2 separate regions of the Mus musculus genome follow, and region 1 is linked to region 2. A link is a contact called in public HiCAR-type data. All regions are on one chromosome and are shown on one strand. The core of a region is the stretch at or near the end of the contact, and the rest is flanking DNA. Distances in the headings are between cores, read along the strand shown.

Evidence for each region. HiCAR-type assays count read pairs that join an accessible place to other places.
Region 1: a contact with region 2 is called in a HiCAR-type map of astrocytes, with 4 times the contacts expected there. The contact joins two enhancer-like sites. A contact is called at or near these places in 1 of 484 Hi-C or Micro-C datasets (nephron progenitors) and 2 of 115 datasets of contacts at active chromatin or transcription factors (astrocytes and large pre-B cells).

What each region holds. Positions count from the first base shown.
Region 1 is chr12:25,902,762-25,907,263 of GRCm38.p6, forward strand. No RefSeq gene overlaps it. Among named protein-coding and RNA genes, the nearest start is that of Gm29835, 74 kb to the right of the region's middle. Within about 2 kb of position 3,035, at least 11 of the 459 cell types and tissues checked have an H3K27ac peak or open chromatin away from gene starts, as enhancers often do.
Region 2 is chr12:25,035,404-25,040,243 of GRCm38.p6, forward strand. It overlaps Kidins220 (kinase D-interacting substrate 220), which reads left to right. Exons shown (of 32, transcript NM_001081378.1): 23 at 1,051-1,229; 24 at 2,921-3,147. Among named protein-coding and RNA genes, the nearest start is that of Id2, 58 kb to the right of the region's middle. Within about 2 kb of position 2,033, at least 7 of the 459 cell types and tissues checked have an H3K27ac peak or open chromatin away from gene starts, as enhancers often do.

The DNA.
Region 1 (4,502 bases), core at 1,785-4,284, 870 kb after region 2:
TGGCTATTCTTGGTTGTCAATTTGACTGTATCTGGAATGAACTATAATCTGGAAATGGAGGGCCCACCTGTGTGAGATATTCTGCTTGGTATGAGGTGGGTGAACCCACCTCTAGCTCAGATCTTTGAAGTAGGAAGGTGTACTTCTACTACTGCTCTTGAGGTGTGAAGACACCATGTCTTTGGTCTGGATTGTGAGATGGGAAGACACGGGCTCTTGTTCCAGATCTTGAGACAGGAAGACACACCTTTGATCTGGGCTACACCTTCTGCTGGAAGCCTCTATAAGGACATGGAGGAAGGAAGGTTTTCTCTTTGGCTGCCTGCCCTTGCCTTGCTAGCACAGCCGGTCCTTCACTGCCACTGAAGTCTAATTCTTTAAGATTCCAGCAGATACAGAAGAACAGATGAGACACTCAGGCTTGTGGGACTGAGAAACTACTAGATTCTTGGACATTACACTCATAGATAGCTACTGCTGGATTAGTTGTACTTCATCTTGTATCATTCTAATTTATATATATATATATATATATATATATATATATATATATATATATATATATATATATATATATATGAGAGAGAGAGGGGGGGAGAGGGAGATGGAGAGAGAGAGACAGAGTGAGAGAGACACAGAAATTCTTTAAGTTCTGAAGTTCTGTGACTCTAGAGAATCCTGACTTATACAGGTGTGAAGGCCAATACAATTGGTACACAGATTATAGACAGAGAATTAGGAGGTAATTTCTGAGGGGTGACAAGTGAGAGGGTGTGTTTTTTGACTAGTCTTATGGGCCACTCTAAGAAACTTGGCTTTTACTAAAAAGAAACAAGTGTTGAATAGCAAGCATTAAGAGAGAAGAGGGATGGTGTGATTTGTGTTTTAATAAAGTTAATCTCATTATTGGGAAAGCAAGGGAAGTGGTAGGCAGAGAAGTTCAGTGTGTGTGTACGTGTGTGTGTGCATGTGTCTGTGTGTGTCTATTAGATGTTGCTGTATAACTACACTACAATTTAGTGACATATAATATCAGACATTAGCTACTACTTACTCTTCAATTCAGTTCTGCAGTTCTGGCTCAGTGGGGCTCACTCTATCAGCTGTGTAGGTCAACTGGGCACCTCTGATATCTTTAGCAGATCTCTTATATGTTTTCTGATTTGATAGCAGTAAATTGATCTAGAATGACCTTGTTTAGAAGCACTAGATTTTGTCTTAACAGGATAGTCATGTCTAACTCACATGCAATGATGGAATTTCCAATAAAGTGCACAATTAATTACAGATTCTGAATTTATGCTGATGTCATTGTAAGGGGATTGTCTACCTGGCTCAGTTTGGTTGCAAGGGATGACAAACTTTACCTCCTTGTGAGGTCTGAATGTCACTTCCAAGTTCATTTGTTCAAACGTGTCTCACAATGTGATGGAATTAAGAAGTGGAATCTTTGAGAAGTGATGAGAAATTAGTGTTTCTCTAGAAGAGCTTGAGGGGGCCTGGTTGTTCTTTCTGCTTCTTTGTCATGTAGGGACACAGATCAAAGGCACCACAGAGAAGGAACAGAGATGGCATGACATCACAACTGTTTGCTCTTCATCTTGTATAGTCCAGTCTTAAGAACCTTAAGCAATCAGAACATTTATAGTATTTGTAAATCATAAAGCTTAATATATCTTGTAGCAACTGAACAGAACAGGGCACCTGTAAAGACACTATGAAATCCATAAATTCAGCAAGAGATGTTTACTGTTTTTGTGCTAATTCTGAAAGAGCTTATAGGTTTTACTGATACCCCTATAAGTTGAGAGAAATTTTGATAAGAACAATGCCAGCAGAAGGAGTTAATTAAGGTCACTGGGCTCCGACATTGCCTGAAAGTAATAAGTGTGTTGGAGGAGGTCTTAAGAATGATATTACGCAAACTTTTGACTGCACAATTAGAAAGTTGAGTTTCTGTCTAAAAGACAAAGAACAAAGAAAAGACTATCCATTTGCAAAAGACAGTCAAAGCTCAGATTTGCACTGAGATTGGAGGCTGATCAAAATATCCCAGAGTTGTTTTAATAGGATGTAGTGCACATGAGTATGTAATCCAGGGAGGGAAAGCCCGTGCTCTGTTGATTTAATTTGTAGATACATTGCAGTATAGAGGATGTTCAATGCTAAGGTATTTCTGGAGATCCACAAATAGCGAACAATGATAAAACTATGACTATTTCTAAGCATGGGGTCAAAAGGCAATGAGAAGGAAGTCAGGAAATGAAGAATTAGTGAAGCACCTAGAGATGATTCTTGGTAGGAAACTAGAAGCATCTGGGTAGGAAATGAGAGGAATATGCTTTATGAGGCTGGACCATAAGGTTTACAGGGAGACAAGAGATGACACTCACAGAAGAGATAGAATTGCCACAGATGAATCTTAAATTCTTAGATGTCTCTAGAAGGATAGACGGATTCTGTTGGAGGGAAAACTGTTTCTATCCATGATGTTCTAAGTGCAATATGTTTTTAATTCCTGGTCTCATTAACCCAAAAATGAGGCTCCATCTTTCAGCTACAATCCTCTCCAACAGAAACATCCTGAGCAAAATGTTCTGGAACGAAAGGTTTCACAAGCATCTTGGACGCTCATTGTGCCAACTCCAGGAATCTTATGGCATCTGGTTCTCAAAGAGTCTGTGCTCATCAGAAAATAGCCAACTGCCAAGGGACTGTGCCTGGGCCTTGATTTGCTGAAATTTGAGTTTCTGCAGATCTCCTGATATCACCATAGTTGAATGGCACTTTTTTTGTGGCGTCTAGGATGGGGTCATATGCAGAGGCAAGGCCGTACCAGGGGACCACTGTTTTCCTCTCTATAGAGGAACACCAGAAGCTGAGATGCTGAGCTGGAGAACTGAGTAGATGAGGGATGGAGCAATGAGCTTTCTGTAAAGGACCAGCTATTTAATTTTATTCATCCTGTATCAAGTTTCTGCATCTCACAGTTTGGGCACAACAGGAGGTGACACTGTTAACTGTTGCTCCTTTCACTTCCTTTTTTTCCCCCTCACTGCACATAAACATATCATTACACAGTTACACTCCACTATATTTAGAGTTGATTTTTAACTATCTATTAAATCAAACAGGGAAGCTTGGCTGCTCTACCTGGAGCCAGTGGAACTGCTGGGAAATGGACTCACTGGCGAGAGGAGGAAGAGACTGAGATGTTTTGCCAACTACCATAGACTGTATGGCACTCCTAGGCAGATCACTTCACCTGGGGAGGGCCAATGTCTTAACTAAGAGCCATTCTGGTCAACTCTCAGTGACCTATGAGATGGGTCTCAGCTTCAGTCTGCTGTATAGATAGAGAGAATTTAGGAAGTACCTACCTAGATTGTCTACTGTAAGCTCTCTGTTAATTAAAACCATGACTGAAAATTATATAAGATGCAAGGGACCAGAACTACACCCAACCAATAAAAATGGCTTCAACAAGTTGCATACCCATACATTCATAAATGCATGATATATATATCTCAAAGTAAAGAGACTGCAAGTTTGCTTATTAAATAAATTTGGTCAGTGCCAGCTGCCACATCTTCATCTTGCAGGGGTGAGGGAGAGGGTGGTTATGGGTATGCAGCATGGAAGGAAATCAAGAAATGTGTAATGCAGGAGTTGTCCTGGCCTGGACCATCCTCACAGCCATCTCAACCATGGGGTCTTTATTGCTGACAATACCTGTTAACATGAATAGAATCACATCACAAGAACAGAGCGCACATCAAAATGTTCATGATTACACATTGCAGTAGAATAGTTTTCCACAAATCAACTGGATGCTATTTGTGGCTCTTTAGGACATTTCTTCCACCTCATGAGATGAGAAACTGAGAATTGGATAGAGAGAGAGAGAGAGAGAGAGAGAGAGAGAGAGAGAGAGAGAGAGAGAGAGAGAGAGAGAGAGAGAGAGAGAGAGAGAGAGAGAGAGAGAGGTAATATAAAAGAGACAGAATTCTTGGCCAATAAGACAGTTGGAGAGTCAGGGCCACAGACCAGAGACACCTTGAAGACATTTTTCCAGGATGAGGATCAGGGCAATTGGAATTGGACCAATTAAGTATAGCTGACAATGGGCTGTAGATAGATATGGAATAATTTGGAGAAGGTTGGGACCTGTGAGGGTCCAGGAGGCACTTCACTAACTTGCTACACACTGTCTGTTCTTGGAATTCTTCATTATGCCCTTCGATAAAAGTGAAATACAATGGCATTCATGAGACTATAATGGCCAGGAGGCCACAGTGAACTCCCACGAGCAATGCACTGGGACATGCTTAGTCACTGAACCCCTTCCTTTCCCTATTAAGTATCTCTTTCCTTCTTTCTGTGTAACCCAGACTGACCTCAAACTCACAGTCTGCCTACCTCCTACTGGCGAATATGGAGTCTTTTGTCCTATTTGGAATTCAATATTTTTTTCTATCACCTCATTCTACTGTGTATTTGCC
Region 2 (4,840 bases), core at 783-3,282:
TTCACTTATTTTTACATTTGAGAATTTCTGATTGATTCAAAATTATTTATGGTTTGAACTCATATAAATATGAGTTTATATATATACACACACACACATACATACATACATACACATACATACAATAAAAGAGTACAAATATATTACTATATTTGATTGACTAAATCTTATCCTTTCCAGGCTACCTTCTGTGTTTTATCATATCTATTATACAATAAGCATATATTAGTTTTACAATAGAAAATAGCCTTTTATAAAGGAAAAAAAACCTGTGCTGACACTTTTTTAGTTTGTGTGATTTATTTAAAAAGCTTTTTCCCTGGGGGAGGGGGGGGGAAGAGCCACGGTGTCACATTGAAAAATCCCAGGTTGGGCCCCCAATGGAGGAGCTAGAGAAAATACCCAAGGAGCTAAAGGGATCTGCAACCCCATAGGTGGAACAACATTATGAACTAACCAGTACCCCGGAGCTCTTGACTCTAGCTGCATATGTATCAAAAGATGGCCTAGTCGGCCATCACTGGAAAGAGAGGCCCATTGGACATGCAAACTTTATATGCCCCAGTACAGGGGAACGCCAGGGCCAAAAAGTGGGAGTGGGTGGGTAGGGGAGTGGGGGGGGGTATGGGGGACTTTTGGGATAGCATTGGAAATGTAAATGAGGAAAATACCTAATAAAAATATTTTTAAAAAAGAAAAAAGAAAAATCCCAGGTCTCAGCACCAGCCTCTCCCTCATTGTGTGATATGGGTGCGCTCATAGCCCAGTTCAGTCAGCGAGCAGGAGCAGTTGGCTGTGGTGTACCTGGTGTGTCTTCCTCTTTCTCATTGTCTCTCTAGTCCACACCCATCAGTGCAGTTCTGACTTCCTCACTGTCACCTTAGTCGTCTTGGGACTGTATTATTATTTCCCTCTTTTAGGTTCTTTGAAGGATATTTTTGAAATGAGAGCCAGTGTGTAATGTGCTCCTTGTGGACAGAAGCAACAAGGTTTAAGAATGAAGAATTTGATAGCAGCATTAATGGATTTTTCATTTCTTTCTTTTTGAAGAATATCAAAGAATATCCCAACAACTAAAGATGTTGAGCCACTTCTTGAAATTGATGGAGATATAAGAAATTTTGAAGTGTTTTTGTCTTCAAGGACTCCAGTTCTTGTGGCTCGAGATGTAAAGACCTTTTTGCCATGCACGGTAAACCTGGATCCCAAACTACGGGAGATCATTGCAGGTGGGTATTGTAGTACAGCTTTTTTTTTCTTAAAAGTCCTCAATTTTTTTTCATGTTCTGTTCCTTCTCTTCTCTCCCCCTCTCACCTCTTTCCTTCTTTCCTTCTTTCCTTCTTTCTTTCTTTCTTTCTTTCTTTCTTTCTTTCTTTCTTTCTTTCTTTCTTTCTTTCTTTCTTTTTGTTTTTTTCTTTCTGTTGTTATCTTACTTAGCTATCTAATTTTTATCTTGCTTTATGAAAAATTAAGAAATTTGAATGGAGCATCCACAGAGAAATTAGTTAGAGTAGGACTGGGCTGTTGACCTCTCAGAGTGTCAGCTATTTACTCTACTGTGTCCTTGTGCTTGCTCACCAACTCAGTTCTCCCTTTGGAACCCTGAACTTCTGTTCTTTCACATATAGTCTTGACGCTCAGATGCCACATGTTGTAATTGTCACTCTTTCATCTTCTGTTCTAATAGGGACATCCAAGTTGAGCAGAAAACAAAAATAAAACTTTACTTTCATCTTAAGTTTTTAACCAGGGCTTGAATATAACAAGGGTTAATTTATTTTAAGGCCATGCTAGGGACTAAGCCCAGGCCTTGGGCATGCTAGGCAAACACTCTGTCACTGACTGTGGCCTCACCTCTTTTCACTTTCATTTTGAGGTAAGGTCTCAGTAAATTGCCTAACCTGGCCTTAAACTTTTTTTGCATCCTGGTTTTAGAGCTCAGATGGGTTTTAGAGAGGCTATTGAGAGGCCGGTGTGCACTGGAGAGAGGCCGGTGTGCACTGGAGCATGCGCAGCTGTGTTGGAACACAAGGGTTTCATGTGATACTGCTCATCAGACCATAACTGAGCTTTCTGGGACTTATGGAGGGGTCGCCTTCAATTAGTCCTGTAAAGTGTAAGAGCTTCCCAGGTACACTCTGCGCTTGCCCATGTGTGGATGCTGAGGGAGGATAGAGCAGGCAGACAAGGGGCAATGGGATGAGTCAGGGAGTGGGCACAGAGGTACATTGGGTGGGGGGATAATTCCTGACTCTCCTTACACAGTCAGGTGATTACCACTAACTATGACTTAATGACTGTTTCAAAAGACCCAGAAGAGGCCATTTCAAATGGTCTCATCGCAGAAAAATGAAGAGTGTTTGAAGTGATGGATATGTCCATTTCCCCAGTTTGAGCATTATGCAATATATACATCTATTAAGGGAGCATATTGTGCCATAAACATGAAGTTATTATGTAACAACAAAAAATCCCAGCCCCCCAGTTCTTTTTCTCAGTGTTTACTCTAAGGCTGGAGGCTTTTGTGGCTGTCTGCTCTGTGTTGAGAGGTCGACTTGTCTCAGTTTGTAGGCTCACAGTTTAGCTCACATTGTATGTATTAGACAAATTTGAGTCTTTTGTTAGCATAACACAAATAGATCTTTAAAGAGTCAAAAATTATAGTGTTTGGTAACTGAAGAAAGAATCCAAGTGTGGTAACTATTCAAATGGTTAAGAAAAAAAAACCTCTTTTATGTACATCAATTGGGCTTTTTTTTTTTTTCCACTTAAAGCCTGTGGACTAGCGAAGATTTCCTGTCAAACTCAGCTGGAGTCACTAGCAGTGATGAAAGTATGTCCTTACTTAGTAGCTGGCAACAGGACTCATCATTAGTGTCCTGTTCTTTTTTGCTTTTTGGGTTGTGATGGAATTTTCAGATGTTCGAGCTGCAAGAGAACAGATCAACATAGGAGGCCTTGCGTATCCCCCGCTCCCTCTGCACGAAGCCCCTCCTCGGCCTCCTTCTGGGTACAGTCAGCCTGCATCTGTCTGCTCCTCCTCAGCATCTTTCAATGGGCCGTTCCCAGGCGGCGTTGTGTCCCCACAGCCCCACAGCAGCTACTACAGCGGCCTGTCGGGACCCCAGCACCCTTTCTACAACAGGGTAAGAGTCGGCACCTCGCCTTTACAGTGTCTCTTCCCAGGGGCACCATCATTCTGCCATCTCCAGGCTTGGGCACTGGTTTGGAGCTATAATTTGGCTTTAAAATAGGAAAGTCTAAGGCTTAAATGTACAAGTGTATGATTTTTTTTTAAAACTGAGTCTTGGATTTTAATATGTTCTAGAGTTCTAAAGAGTGTGAATATAAGAATATTGGCTTTTATTTTCTTGTTAAAGGAAACACTGTAACAACAATGGTTCCTTTGGTATATTTTGTTATAGAAATTTATATTGGCATTCATAACAGTGATAAATTCCTAGAGTCATTCATATCCTTAGACATATGTGAAATAATAACGGGCCCATATTACTTGAAGGATCAAATGTTATTGCCAGTTAATTCCACCATATGCCATTTTAATTTTAAATACCTTTAGTCATATATAATTCTTTGCTTAATACACAATTTATTAACTAAAAAATAAAAGCACAGTTTCCAGTGGTACCCAAACCATGTTGGATGTAGTTGCTCGAAGTGTCTGTTCTCATCTTAATGCCCTAATCGTGTAATGACACTAATGATTTCCTGTAGGAAGACGGATCATGAGCTGTAGTATGCTTTGTGGAATCCTACTTTTAAAATCCATTGTAGGTTTTAATCCTCCTTTTCTCCCTGGTTAGTGTATAAGGAAAACACAGGCTAATATTCATAGAGGACAACTGACTGCAGGACTTTATCCATAGGAGCTGGCAAGGAAGAGTTTGGGGAAAGTGTGGCAAAGAAGGAGTTGAGAATTTAAATTAAATTGTTATTTTTTAAATATCTATATTGGTAATTAGCTTTGTTGTTTGTAGAGCCTTAGAAATGTAATACCATTTTTCTGTGTGGACAAGACAACACAGGAGCACTCATGAGAATGTTTGTTCTCTGTCAAAATTAACTGTGTGGTAGGTGGTGTGGAATATAGATCTGCAGTCACTAGTCTTAAAATCTGCTGCAATTTTACATAAGGTGGCTCAATTAATACTAATTAGAGGTGTGAAAATATATTTATTTGAAAAAAGTTATGAAACTATGCTGGTATCTTACATTCATCATTCATTTATTTTAAGAGCAACAATGTAATATAATTTTAAAGTATCTAATTATTTTTAAGACATTAAAGTTTCTCTTATGTTTTTAGGTTTAGTGTTTCTGTTATTATTTAATGGTATTATTCATACAGTTGAAAGTCATAGTAATTCTATTCTCTTAAAGTGCCAGAGTAAAGAAGAGAGAAGCGGCCACCTCAGTGCAGAGAAGCCTAATGAATTCTGACCTTTATGTTTCCAGTCCCTAGAATCTGATGTGTGAAACCAGCTACATGTAAATTCGGAAGTTAAGTCTTGTGTAGCTAGCAGGCTCCCCGTCTCATAGTCTAGCGTGCACTCCGGTGCCGGGACACAGCTGAGCTCCAGGGCCCCCCAGTGAGGTTGTCCTTGGAAACACTGACACTTGTTTCCAAGTGACCAGGGCAGTTTTGAGTCTTAGTAACTATTTTTTTTTTTTTTTGGTAAGGCAGAGTATTCTGTTAACATTCTAGTCAGTTTTAAAGAAGAATTTGTTAGTTAATACATAGAAACCATGTACAGCAAACTTGTTAAGATGCTAAATATAAAGCAAATGTTTGTGTTAAGTCACGAGGTACAAAACTTG